2 separate regions of the Canis lupus genome follow, and region 1 is linked to region 2. A link is a contact called in public Hi-C data. All regions are on one chromosome and are shown on one strand. The core of a region is the stretch at or near the end of the contact, and the rest is flanking DNA. Distances in the headings are between cores, read along the strand shown.

Region 1 (6,879 bases), core at 1,305-3,804, 37 kb after region 2:
AAAACAAAAACCTGATCTGGGCCTTATACATGACTCCATCCCAATGCCTTCTTTAATATCTACCCCTTTCTGCTGTCCCATATCACCAGGGTCCCACCACCCCTTTCATTTTAGGATTGGTGAACTTTTTCTGCAAAAAACCCAGATATTAAATATTTTAGGCTTTGCAGGCCATACAGTTGTTGTCCCAACTACATAGTTCTGCTGTTTTAGGTGAAGGCAGCTATAGACAAATGCAAAATCAGATTAATATAGCTGTGTCCCAATACAACTTTATTCATGGACCCTGACACTTGAATTTCATATCATGTTCATATAATATTATTCTTCTTTTAGTTTTTCCATCTATTTAAAAATGCAAAAAATTGTTCATAACTTGTAGGTTATACAATTAGGCATCTGGCCAGATTTGGCCATTGGGCTGTAGTGGGACAGTTCCTGGTCTAGTGCAGTGCTGCTTCCTCAAGGGCTGGGTAGCGTTCACTCAATCACAGCCCAAAGGAAAAACTCTCTAAAGATGGTTCTGTTTATAAAGTTTTCCCAATGACACATTCAGAACTTTATTGATCAACACTATGTCCATGATTTTTTAAAAATATTTTATTAACTTATTCATGAGAGACACACAGAGAGGCAGAAATATAGGCAGAGGGAGAAGCCCTGCAGGGAACCTGATGCGGGATTCCACCCAGGACCGCAGGATACAACCTGAGCTGAAGGCAGCAGTTCAACCATTTAGCTGCCAGGCATCCCTGTCCATGATTTTCTAATGCACATTTGAGAGTTTGTCTCATTTTATCAGGTGGTCCACTGAAAACCATTTTAAGATTTTAGAGTGACTTTCTTACTTTTCATCAAGGAAAAGTATATATAAAATAATTTATAGAGGTTATAAGATGAAACCTGAATGGAAGAAGTATGGGCTATGTTCCTGGTTTGGGGGATTCAGTTCCTTTCCTAGATAAATAATTTGACTCTTTTACATCTCATTTTCTTTGTCTGGCAAGTCAGAATTGGCAGGTGTGGTTACTAAATGGTTATATTAAATATTAAAAGAGATGGAGGGGAAAGCATATGCCTGTGTCTTCCAGAGTAGCCACATTTTCAGAAAAAAAGTATGTTCTTTTGTATGCCATAATATACAACAGAAAAGATGAATACTTCTGAGTAGGAATAGGAATCTAGTGAGTGATTTGTTCTGAACATTTTGAGGTAGAAGAAAATCTAAACTCAAGAGTGAGATCATGCAAACTATAGCAGAAAATACACATATGAAAAATCTCATGGTTTTCCTATGTGCCTACTATTACCAGGAGAGGTTTGGTTTAGGGGTCTGTAAAAATGTTTTCTTCTGTTAAGTAAAACGCTCTGAGCCAAGACATCATCAGTTCCAGGCTCAGTTGGTTCCAGCTGAAAGTGTGAATGTTCACCAAGAGGATATTTTTGAAAGGAGACTGAAAATCTGCTGTGCCAGATACCTGAAACGATGTTAGGGTATTCAGTGGAAAATTTCATTTCCACATTATAAATAACTGTAGGATATTTTAAGGGATCCAAGACCAGTAACTTCCAAGAGCTGCTTATATTAGTTTCACTGAAATATAAAATGGAGGGAAGATGCCCAAGGAAGGCTATAAAAGCTAAATTACCGGACATGATTAATTAAAATAAATAACTCACCATTGATTAAATCGCCTTGAAAATCCCCAGTCAAGGTACCCAACCACTGAGGCCTGCATGTTTTACTATATCCTCCAAGTAAAACAAAGACAGGACAGAACAGAGGCAGAAAGAAAGGAAAATTCTCCAATATGATTACTTAAATTCAAAATGCTCTAGAATTTATTTGCAAAAGCCCCTCTGGTCGCCTGTATTTGAAATATTGACTTAGCATCCTCAGATTTTCTGGGAGTTCCCTGTTCTTGTGGACTTCCTGGGAGAAGGACAGCCTCCTATCACCAGCCTAGGAGGGTAGTCACTGAATTCCTACCTCCCTTTGACCACGGATATAATCCAGTTCCTGTAACTTTTTCCCTGCTTTGCAGCCCCTACGCATTTAAAACCCAAACAAAACAAGTCAGAGGTCTTCGTTAGACAGTGGTACAACATGCCCCAAATAAAACCAAACCGAACCAAACCAAAATAAAGCAAGCAACCTTGGAGTGTGTGTGTGTGTGTGTGTGTGTGTGTGTGCATGTGTGCGTGTGTACCTGAGTGCCAGCATGTGGCTATGGGAGAGTGCATGTCCCAGTGTATGCGAGTAGGTGTGTAAGGTAGGAGAGTCATGGATGTGGTGTGGTCTCTCTCTCTCTCTCTCTTTTTTTTTTTGGAGGGGTTACAGTTACGGCCGCTTGCGGCTGGGGAACACTCGACCCTGTGCGCACAGGCTGCGCGGCGGTGCCCAGGGTTAGAGCTCTCCCCTGTGACGGAAAAGATAATTAAAAATCGCACGCGCAGGAAACAGCTGCTGGGTTCCTCGCTGCGCGTCCAGTTCCTCCGATCAGGGGGGTTGTCTCGCATCCCCTGGCGCCGGGGCCGGAGGCCAGGAGGCCGGGGGCTAGGAGTGGGTTAGGGAGGGGGAGTCATCGCGCGGGGCGCTGAATGTGGCACGCGGGGTGGCAAGCGGCCGTGGGAAGGCCGAGGAGGCGGGAGGGGCGCGCGGAGGAGGCGCGCGTCTCTGGGTGGGGGGGTATTTTGGGGAGAGGCGGGAAGGTGGAGAGTAACCTGGGAGAGGGTGCGACGCAGGAGGGAGGCGTGGAGTAGGGAAGGGAGAAAGAGAAGGTGCAGAGGAAGCCCCGGGGAGGAAGGACCGAGCAGTGTCCCCTGAGCTCCGTAGTGACCCCCGCGAGGCCTCACGCCCGTGCACCCCAGCCCCCACCCGTCCGCCCGGCGGGTGGAGGCCCCTCTGTCGCGGGCGCCTCTCCTTGGAGGGCAAGCCTCTCCTCCCGTCACATTAGGACAGCCTCCACGTTCCCTGTGCGCTTGAAATGGGCTCCAGAGTCCGTGACTGGCCCCGGGCCCCCCCTCCCGCGCCCCGCGCCCCCTCAGCCCTTCCAGGCACCTTCAGAGGCGCAGACGCGGGCGCCCACTGGGCGAGGGCACGCTGGGCTGGAAAACCGGCCGGAGAGGGTCGTGGCAGGTCGCTACCGGGGTGACAGAGGCATCCGCGCTGAGTGGGCAGTAAAAACGCCAATTAATGGGCACGAGAATTGTTTTAAATAAGATGGGGGTGGGGGGAATGAGTGATGACTCAACTATCTTTATTCCAGAATACTCCCAGGGCGAAGTGTTATAAGTTTTTTCATTTATTTCGTAAAATCACTGATGATGGGTATCAGCTACCCTGTTGGGAATCTTTGAGATTTTGGCAACTAGGATTGTTCTTGCAGACACGTTTTCGAGGTGTAAAGGGAGGTGTAAAGGAGTTTGACAGGAAGCAAGGAAGGTCGCAGTATACAGCAAGGAGGGGAAAGGGCCCTGTGTCCCCCTTTTGGGGGTGCAATAGCCTCAAGCGGATTTTCCGGCTTCTGCGGGCGCCGCACATTGTTTTATTTGTTTTGAAGGTTCCGAGTTTGAGGCTGGTCGGAGACACCCACGTGCTTCTGACTCTCATCAGCGTAATGATCGCCTTAGCCAGAGTCGTGTCTATATAAACCACAAAAACCTAATCATTAGAAATCCCAGCCTCCAAAAACCACATTTTAGGTAAAACTGCCGCTTTTTTTCCGCGCTCCTTCATCCTCTCGACCACAACTTTTTGGGGGATCCAAAGTCGCTTTTTAAACCCACATTGGGAAATGAATACATAAATAAATAGCCAATGAAGCATTTTGGATACTTTATTTTGTATTTTTATTCCTCCCCCCCCCCCCGGGAGTGGTGGGGAAGAAAGTTAAGGTATTAGACTTAGTTTTAGATGCAGAATAGACTTAATAAAAGATTCAAATTCATGGAAAACTGCTGGGGTTTTTCCTCAGCAAGGTTTTTGCAACTAATTTTAATCATCCAACTGACAGTTTTCCGGTCCTTAAAAAGAAAAGAAAAAAAAAAAAAGAGAGAGAGAGAGAGAGAGAAAGAAAAAAAAAACAAACCCCAAAAACTCATCCTTGTTCTCTAGGAACGACAAGTTTGAATATAGAAAGAAAAAGTGTCCAGCCAACCACTTGAGTTTCTAAAAACTATTTGACGAGTGTCCTCTCCACCCCAATTTTTTGTGTCACTTAAGACAAAAAAGCACCCAAACTCTGCAAAATCATTTTTTCCCCCCCTGGGAGCCGCTCCGGCAGAGGTGGGGGGTGGGGTGGGGGAAGGGTGAAGAGTGCCGAGAAGTCAGCACAGCCGCTCAAGAATTTTCCTTCCTCCTCTCCTGAAGTTACAACGAAAAATAACGACAGTCAGTCCAGCCCGCGGCTCTCTGGCGTCTCGGCTTCAGCCCGTGCGACCAAGAGGGGGTTCCTCGTCCTGGGTCGGGGAGCAGCGAGAGGACCGATCAGGCGAGATTCCCCTCCGCCGGGGCCGCCTCTCCGGCTGCGGAAGCTGCGCGCTGCGCCCCGGCTCCCGCTCTGGCCGGCGGGCGGCGGCAGCGGCTGCGCCTCACCCCGGCTCGAGGTCCGCTGCCCGCGACTCCCCTCCAGGCACCTGGACGCGCGAGGGTCAGGGGCGCTGTGCACAGAGCAGGAGGCAGTGGATGCAAGGAGGTGGCCGGGAGAAGGCCAGAAGAGGAGACAGGAGAGGAAGGAGCGGAGCCGGGGAGCCGGGCTGGCAGCCGCCGCGGCAGGAATCTGAGCGCGCGGCGGGCGCGGGGGGAGCGGAGGCCGCGGCGGAGGCGGCGGAGGCGGCGGAGGCGGCGGCGCGGGAGGGCGGGCGCGGACGCGGACGCGGACGCCTGCAGCTGGGGAGCTGCGCGCGCGGCGCGGCGGTGGCGGGCAGCGCGCGGCCACGCCGGCCCGGGGCTGGACTGCTGAGCCCACCGCGATCCACCACCGGACTCCACCTGGGAGGGGGCGCCAGCGCACCCAGGACGCGGCGCCCCAAGGGACCCCGCTCCGCGCTGCAACCTGAAGCCCCCGCCGCCCCAGGCCGCACGCATCCCCGCGCCGGTTCTCAGCTGCCACCGCGGGCGTTCCGAAGGCTCCGGCAAGATCTGTGCCCCCGGGTCTCCCCGCCCGCCCACCCGCCCACCCGACTGCTCCGCATCGCCGCCGCTGGCCCCCGTCAGACTACTCCCCGGCAGTCGGCTTCATCGAACTTGATTTCTCACCTCCTCGGCCCCATCACCTCCATCCCCTTTCCCCCCGTCTCGCCTCCACCCCCCCAATTTCCTCCTCCTCGCCCCTCATTTCCACCCTCCTCCCCCTCCCCCGGCCACTTCGCTAACTTGTGGCTGTTGTGATGCGTATTCCCGTAGATCCGAGCACCAGCCGGCGCTTCAGCCCTCCCTCCAGCAGCCTGCAGCCCGGCAAGATGAGCGACGTGAGCCCGGTGGTGGCTGCGCAACAGCAGCAGCAGCAGCAACAGCAGCAGCAGCAGCAGCAACAGCAGCAGCAGCAGGAGGCGGCGGCGGCGGCGGCGGCGGCGGCAGCGGCGGCCGCGGTGCCCCGGTTGCGGCCGCCGCACGACAACCGCACCATGGTCGAGATCATCGCTGACCACCCGGCCGAGCTCGTCCGCACCGACAGCCCCAACTTCCTGTGCTCTGTGCTGCCCTCGCACTGGCGCTGCAACAAGACCCTGCCCGTGGCCTTCAAGGTGAGCAGCTGCGGCCGCCCCCCGCCCCCGGCCGGGCGCCGCGGGACCTGCCCGCCAGCGTCTCCGTGCCCGCGGGGGGCCGGGGCCCTCGGCCGCCCACCTCGGGGGCTCTCCCCCGAGGGCCGCCCCCACTGGCCCTCTGCCCCCGGATCCCTCGGCGGGTCGGGGGCGATGGCCCCGCGCAGATCCTTCCCTCTCCCACCTGTGCCCGCGGCCAGCGCTCAGCCCCTGGCCCCTGGAGCCGTTCACTACCCCGGGGCCCCGGCGGCGTCCCAACCCGCTCCCCCGAGCCGTGCCCCCTCCCCCAGGAGCCCCTCGGTGCCGCTCCGGGCGCCGCCCCCCGCCCCCACTCCCCGGGGCTGGGAGCCCCGGCCTCCTGCCCCCGACCGCGCGCCCCGGGCGCAGGGCTCACCCGCCGGCGGCGCAGCGCGGGCTGCCGGCGCCGCCCCTCCCTGGGGTCCCGCGCGCTCCCACGCTCGCCCCGCGGCGCAGACGCCCCTCCGCCCGGCTTGGCGCCCCTGCCCCTGCCCCTGCCCCTGCCCCTGCCGCGGGCGCCTCGGCGGCCCGGCCTCTCCCGGCTCTGGGGGGCCAGCGTTCGTGGGGTGCCGGCGCCGCGCGCTAGCGTCCGGGGCGGGGCGCCGGGTGCCGGCTGTGGCGCGCGGGCCGCGGGACCGGCGTCCGAGAGGGTCCCGGGCAAATCGGGGGGCTCCGGGAGGCCTGAGGGTGACACAGGACCGGGGCGCTCGGGGGGCGCGCAGCCCCGCGCCGTGCCCGTTAGCGGGAGGAAGGCGGGGCCGCCAGGTCGCCGCGCGCCCCGAGGCGGGGGAGCCCCGGAGCCCCGGAGCCCCGGGCGCTGGACCCTCGGTGCGGGGAGGTGGCCGGCGGGGGGGCGGGGGCGGGGGCGGGGGCGCCTCCGGGAGCTGGCCCCGGCCCCCCGCCTCACCCCACCTGGGAGGGATAAGGGAAACCCGGGGGATGCCTTGGCACCGCCGCCTTGAAAAAGGAGGTGAAAGTTTGCGGATTTCTCTTCTGGGGACTTTTAAGGGACTTGAGTCCCAGAGGGCCCTCCTGCTTCTGAAAGGTCGTGGGGGGCCGCGGTCCGGGGCCTGGGCGTGGAGGAGCGACCCCGAG
Region 2 (7,266 bases), core at 2,320-4,819:
AAATACCTGAACTACAGTCACAAGGAGAGAATATGGTAGAAAAGGGCTTAACTTATGTTTTCAGAATTAGTTTTAAGTACTTCTTTGCATCTATCCACAATGTATCTCAGAACATCAATAGCTCTTCCAGGTCTATTGTTCAATAAACTTAAGGCTAAAACAGCTAATATTTACTGAGCACTTAATTCTTATGTGCTTTGCTATACCCAACACATCATCACATGGATTTAATCCTCAGCAGAGTAAGGACTCAAACCAAGTGTGTTTGAGTCTCAATAAAACATTTTACCAATCACAGTATAAATTAATACAATAATGCATTTGGCTAAGTATTTTTATTATTTGAGTGAACTATAAGCAAAATCCTTCTTGAACATTATAAATACATAAACAGATTTCTGACCAACTTCACTGTTCAACTTCACCGTAAAATAAAATGGGAGTTATTTTCAACAAGAATAGTGTCTTCTGATTTGATTGACATGGCCTAACTTTGAGCCTCCTACACCAAAGATCATTTATGTAGAGAAAACCAAAATTCAAGCTGCCCAAGATTTCCATCTAACATAAGGAGAAAAGAAAAAATGTTTAATTACCAGCAGCTTAAATGGACAGGTCACTTGCTGGCCTTATTCTAGATTTCTTATCTATTACTTGAGCACATAAGCAATAATTCTCTCAATACTTTAGTACATTTGTGAGACTGCAATATGGTTAATCCTCCTAAAATTACATATTACAAATTTCAACAAGAATAAAAGTAGGGTGATCATATGTGATACCAACTGGGACATTTTTTATATGAAAGGGGCTCTATTAATAATTATACCCGGAAAAACAGGGTCTAAATAATGACTGTCGCAGGGAAGGTGGGGTATACAATCACCCTATATAAGAGCAACCCATCCTGATTTGTATGATATAGGCTATTCTCTGTACATGCTTAATCCATGAGCTTTAAGTTTTTGGCTCAGATCTAATGACGATCTTTTAGCCTTGAGATCAAGGACACCATTTTACAGGCACCAGGCCAGAGTTAAGGGTGCTATCTATTAAAAAATGTATTTTTTTAAGTTTTATTCTGAAACTGAACTCTACAGATATTTGCTTTAAAAAGAAAAAAAAAAAAACAGCCTACATATTTCTTTTTTTTTTTTTTTTTAAGATTTTATTTATTCATGAGAGACACACAGAGAGAGAGAGGCAGGGACACAGGCAGAGGGGGAAGCAGGCTCTGTGCAGGGAGCCTGATGCGGAACTTGATCCCGGGTCTCCAGGATCACACCCCGGGCTGAAGGCAGCGCTAAACTGCTGAGCCACCCGGGCTGCCCTCAAAGAAAGAAATTTTACAAATACCAGTTTCAGAGTTATCTCTTCAAAAGTTCTGAATACCAATGACCACAAAATTATTTCTAAAAAGGCCCAATGCTGGGGCACCTGGGTGGTTCAGTCCTTTAAGCACCTGCCTTCCACTCAGGTCCTCATCTCAGGGTCCTGGGATCAAGCTCTGAGTGGAGTCCAGGTCCCTGCTCAGCCAGGAGTCTGCTTTCCCCCTCCCTCAATTCCCTCCCCCCACTTTGAGCCCTCTCTCAAATAAAATCTTTAGCAAAAAAAATAAATAAAATGGCCCAATGTTCAAAGGCTACTACTACAGACTATCAATTTGCTTTATCATACAAAAGTTGTTTTTTTTAAAACCCCATCTTTCAAATGGAAAAAAAAATGAATAAAACGTGAAAAGTTTTCATTAAACCTAACCAAAATGATAGAAGATAGTGAAAATCCATGGTCACAATTTGGTACAATAATGATTAAAAGAAATGTCAGTTAGTATTGCTATGGCTCTCCAGATGAATCTGGCATTAGCTGAACCACCTAAGGAGTCAAAAGAATGAGTTTAATTTGTCAAGCTGTAAATAAGTACTAACAGACCCATGCTTTTAACTATAATATTTGAGCAAAAGGCATTATTTGAATATAATTAGGATTCCCTATGGCAACAAACATTCCAAGACTCGGCTTCTTTCACTTATAACTCGACCAAGTCAAGAATCAGAAGGGGTCTCAAAGTCTAAATTTAAATTCTAAGCTTATATTGTCCAACAAGGACCAGCCACTCGTGGTTATTTATATTTAAGTTAATTGAAACTAAATTTTAAAATTAAATTCCTCAATGCACTACTAGTCACTATCCAAGTGCTCGAGAGCCACCTGAGGCTAGTGGATACGGTCTTAGTACAGCACAGTCTACAGAATATTTCCAACATGGCAGAAAGTTCTACAATATTGGACACTGCTGCTCTAGACTTAGGGTGCTCCCAACTTAGGCTGCTCTAGATCTCTGCTTCAAGATTCCCAGAAATAAGTCTGCAATAATGAGGTACAATGAAGTGCATCTCCTTTTGCAAAGCCCCATCAAAAACCCTGTTCATCCTATCCAATCAAACCCAGTCTCTGAAACATCCACCAGAAATTCCAGGAGATCCGTCCTCAGTTTGCCCTTCAAGTACATCTCCGCACAGCTAACTCAATTCCGTTTCCTGAGTTCTAACTCCTAACATTTACTAAGACCTCAGGTCCTTTCCTCCCAGATAAACATATACTAATTTCTTTCAAACGAAACAGTTTCAAGTTTGTTGTGTAGCAGCCTCGCCGAGTGACGCTAATGTATCCGCGTGCACAGTCACGATGCACCTTAGTGTCCTCTCTGAGCGTCAGGTGTTCACTCTTCCTAGAAGTCTCACCCCGGCTCATCAAACCTTCGAGCGTATTGATTTCTAATTTAGAAAACAGTCGTTCGGAAGGTCTTAAAACACGGGAGACCAGAATCAATGGCAGTTAACATCGGGTCAGTGCCCGGTGCTGTTCCCCCCAATAAGGCCGACGGTTCAGAACCGCGCTGTTACCACCCCGTGCGCAGAGCGGACCGTCGGCCAGATGCGAGCTCAAGAGCTCCCGCAGGGGGCACCGGTGGGGGCACAGGCTTCCCGGGACGGACCCCCCTACTAACGCTCCCTAACGCTCCTTCCCCAGGAGTCTACCCGGCAGCTCGCGAGCTGGAGGAGCGCCCAAGGTCCCTAACGCAGCCCAGCGCAGCCCAGCCCAGCCGGCGCCCCGCGCCCCGCGCCCGCCCGCCCACGGGGAGGAGTCAAGAGGCTGCTCCCCGCCGGCGGGAGGACCGGGCCCAGCCGGGCAGCGTCTCCCTGGGCCCGGTCCCCAAAGCGCCCCTTCCTCCCCCGCAGCCGCCCTGGGGCTGGGGCCGGGGCCGGGGCCGGGGCCGGGGCCGGGGCCGGGGCGGGGCCCCCAGGCGCGGGGCTGCCGCGCGCCGTCCCTCCCGGTTGGCAGACCTCTCCCCGCCCGCCCCGCCTCCCTCCCCCCCCGCGCCCCTACAACCTCCGCTCTAACACTGTAGGCACGGCTGCGCGTCCCGCGTGGACAGGGTGGGGAGAGATGCTGCGGTTTCTGCGGCGGCGCCCGGGACACGCTACGAAAGGGGGCGGGGTGGAGGGCTGAGAGTGTCGAAAAGCAGAAAGTGGCTCAGCCCGGGGCAGGGGTTTGGGGGGGAGGGGGCACAAGATGGCGTGAGCCCGACTCTCCGCGGGGCGGGGGCCGCGGACACGAGGAGGGAGCGCGGCGGACGCCCCCACCGCCAGCTGCGCGGGCGCGGCGCTAGCGCATGCGCGCTCGGCCAGGCGGCCGCGGTCTCCTTCCCCGAGCGAGCCACTTCCGCCACGCTCGCTGGGGGCGGGGCGTCGCGGGGCGCAGCCGCGGCCGCTTCCGGTGCGGCGGGCCGGGCGTCCCGGCGGCGGCCGCCCAGCGGGGCCTGCGGGGGGAAGCGTCGAAGGCGGCTCGAGGCCCCGGCGGTTGTTGAAGAACGGAGCTGAGCGGGCTCGGATTTTCGAGCGGTTGAGTGACCTCCGCTGGAAGCTTGCTTGCAGCTTCCGGGCAGAGATTGGCGGGTGTGAGCTTCTGCCTAGGAATGGGGGTGAAGTGGGGTCTTACCCGGACTGTGCTTTCGGCAGGGGGGAGGGGAACCTCCAAAAGACTGGCTCCCCCGAGGGCCGGCGCCGCCCGCGTGTTCCGCAGGCCCTGCAGAGCCCGCTCCCCACCCTGCCTCTGCCGCAGGATCCCCGGAGAGGCGCTGGGACCTGCTGGTGGGCCCCAGGGAATACCTCGCTCCGGCCGCCGGCCTCATGGTACCGGGTTCGGGCGTCTAACCTCCACTTTTGCTTTTTTATTTTTTTTTTAATTTTTTATTTATTTATGATAGGCACACAGTGAGAGAGAGAGAGAGGCAGAGACACAGGCAGAGGGAGAAGCAGGCTCCATGCAGGGAGCCCGACGTGGGACTCGATCCTGAGTCCCCAGGATCACACCCCAGGCCAAGGGCAGGTGCGAAACCGCTGCGCCACCCAGGGATCCCCTAACCACCACGTTTTTATCTTTGAAATCTTCTTTCTGTATCAGGGGGTGGTTTGTTGTTGTTTGGGGATGATCCTATTTTATTATTTTTCCTTGGGATTTTGGCCTGTTCCTCATTTTTTTTTTTTTTTTTTTTTTATTTATGTATGATAGTCACACAGAGAGAGAGAGAGAGAGGCAGAGACACAGGCAGAGGGAGAAGCAGGCTCCATGCAGGGAGCCCGACGTGGGATTCGATCCCGGGTCTCCAGGATCATGCCCTGGGCCAAAGGCAGGCGCTAAACCGCTGCGCCACCCAGGGATCCCCTGTTCCTCATTTTTAAATCTTGCACGTCCACTTTGGAACCACCTGTCCTGTGCTCTCCATTTGAGGGATGCCGATGGAGCTCTTTAATACAACGGTCAATTACTTCAGTACAGGAAGTCTTATTTTTAACATTATTTTCAGCTGTTTAGGGAAGAAAACTGAGTTAGCATCCATGCTTAAGTCCACTCCTGGGACGTCAAATATAAAGTGCTTCACAGAAATTCAACTACTAATCCTCATCAAGTCTTTCAAGGCATTATTGCTCCAGTTACTTTCTCGCTTATGAATATCTCTGTTCTGACCATCTTTTCTTTCTAGTTGCTTACTTTTTTATTTTATTTATTTATTCTTTTTTTTTAATATTTTTTTAAATTTATTTATTCATGAGAGACACAGAGCGAGAGAGAGAGAGAGAGAGAGGCAGAGACACAGGCAGAGGGGGAAGCAGGTTCCATGCAGGGAGCCCAACGTGGGACTTGATCCCCGGTCTCCAGGACCGTGCCCTGGGTCGAAGGCAGGCACTAAGCGCTGAGCCACCCAGGCTGCCCTAATTGCTTACATTTTTAAAAATAGCAACTTATTTCATTATTTCCTCTGGGTCATAGTTGAGTCTACAGTTAGTTTTGTGTGTAGTTCTTTTTAATATCCCCAACACTTTACTATTTGCCAAATAAAGTTCCAAGATAATAAATATATTTAGGATGTCAGAGTTCATCATAATGTGTAAATCAGGGCCTGATGCAATGCTGGGCAAAGTGTAGAGTATAAGGAAGGGAAAGTAAGAATTGTTACAATTTCTTACAAAGCAAATCCAATTTATGCAGTAGTTGAAAACCCTTTTCAAGTATGTTACCTAGAAAATAATTAAGAGAAAAATTGATATTACATATAAGGAATTATAACCCAAAGCAGATCGTTTCAATTAAAACTACATTCAGTTAATGTTGCCATAGTACTTGTACGGGAGTTTTACCTGCATCATGTGGAGGCCAGATTTGACCTAGCTTTTCAGAATAGAACCCACATCTTACTCTCAGGCTACTGGTGTCTAATCTACATATTATCACATGCAACAGGAGTTCATGAAAGTGAGCCACAGAGAAAGGAAACTGAATTAAACCAGGCGCTGGTAGAGAGAACTCAAAAATTCACTCTTAGGAAATTATGAATTGTGCAGTTGGCAGAGACCTTAGCTTTGAAGTCACATGACTTATCCTAGTGTTCCTACCTCCTGGAATCTATTAAAATCCATTTTAAATTTTTGATTTAGCCATAATTTCGTTTGTAGTTGGAGAGCACTGCTGTACACAAAGGGTCAAAATATCCTCCCTTAGATTAATATCAAGTATCCTAAACTATTGACGCTGCTAGGGTATCTTAATTATAACAAAGCTAAAACAATGAAGCTGTTGCTGAAATTCAGACATTCACGACTACCACCCCTCAGAAAAATACTTGATTTCCAAAGCATGTGGAGAAAATGCCAGGAGACCAAGTGAATGCATCACACCACAAAAATGTCTCTATCCCTTAAACAAAGCTGTTAAAGGAAAATGAAGCATTGTTACCATAGACTTTCACATTTGTTTGGCATAATAACCTTCATGTAGAGTCACTAGTGCAAAAGAAAGCACAGATATCTAAGTAATTTGGCATCCTAAAAATGAGGAGGTTAAAGAATGAAAGAAACCCTAATTCTCCAGATAGTGGCAACTATGCCTAATATGGAATCTCTATGATGAAGTGGTCTCTTCTCCTCATAGGGATATCATAAGAACAGTTTACTTCAGGTGACCTGCAAGTTCTTATTCTTTTGGGATCCATAACCCTTATTTATTAGGATACCTGAAGGAAGCTCTTTCTTATTAACTACTATGTTCTTTGCTATCTTTGCCCTAGACTTCCAGTGTTTATATAATCACCTTGGAAATAAATGGGGTAGAACTGCAGGTTGCAATTGTTGCTATATTCAGTTAATTATCTGACTTTCTGATATTGAGAACGATTTTTCAATTCCAATGTGCTTTACTTTTAGAATAACTTATTCTGACCAAAAAGATTACTCAGTTCTGTGGTATCTGGGCGAGTTACTTAATGTTGTTGGGCCTCATTTGTCATGTCTGTAGAATAAGGTGACCAAATCAAATGAACTGAAACCTTGTAGCTCTAAAATTCTATGCTTCTTTAAAATAGGAATGAGCAAAGGATAGATGTTAAAGTGGTACAAAATAACTTCAGCATTCCACATATTTGTGCTACCCAAAAGTACAGAATATTCAAGGGTCTCACTGTAGGCTGACATGGATGTTCAACTGATATTATGCACTTCAAAAAAAAAAAAAACATGAAAAAATATGCACTAATTAAATCTGTTGAAATACGGGGGGAGGGGGCGCATCACATAATTATTCATAGGTGTAATCAAACGGGCTTCCCATACCTTCAAAATTATATTCATAGATTTCAAGAGCAATACAATGATGAGAGAAGAAATGTTAAGAATTCTGAGCAACTTGTAGACCTGTAATCATGATCCA

Evidence for each region. Hi-C and Micro-C count contacts between places; a contact is called where the count stands out from the background.
Region 1: a contact with region 2 is called in a Hi-C map of skin fibroblasts, with 2.2 times the contacts expected there. The contact joins the enhancer-like site here to the promoter of SUPT3H in region 2. A contact is called at or near these places in 2 of 9 Hi-C or Micro-C datasets (blood and skin fibroblasts).

The regions. Positions count from the first base shown.
Region 1 is chr12:13,915,642-13,922,520 of UU_Cfam_GSD_1.0, forward strand. It overlaps RUNX2 (runt-related transcription factor 2), which reads left to right. Exons shown (of 8, transcript XM_038554219.1): 3 at 5,408-5,748. Among named protein-coding and RNA genes, the nearest start is that of SUPT3H, 38 kb to the left of the region's middle. Within about 2 kb of position 2,555, at least 7 of the 20 cell types and tissues checked have an H3K27ac peak or open chromatin away from gene starts, as enhancers often do.
Region 2 is chr12:13,877,776-13,885,041 of UU_Cfam_GSD_1.0, forward strand. It overlaps SUPT3H (transcription initiation protein SPT3 homolog), which reads right to left and starts at 3,570. Exons shown (of 12, transcript XM_038554227.1): 1 at 3,394-3,570. The region is part of intron 2 of RUNX2 (runt-related transcription factor 2); the gene reads left to right.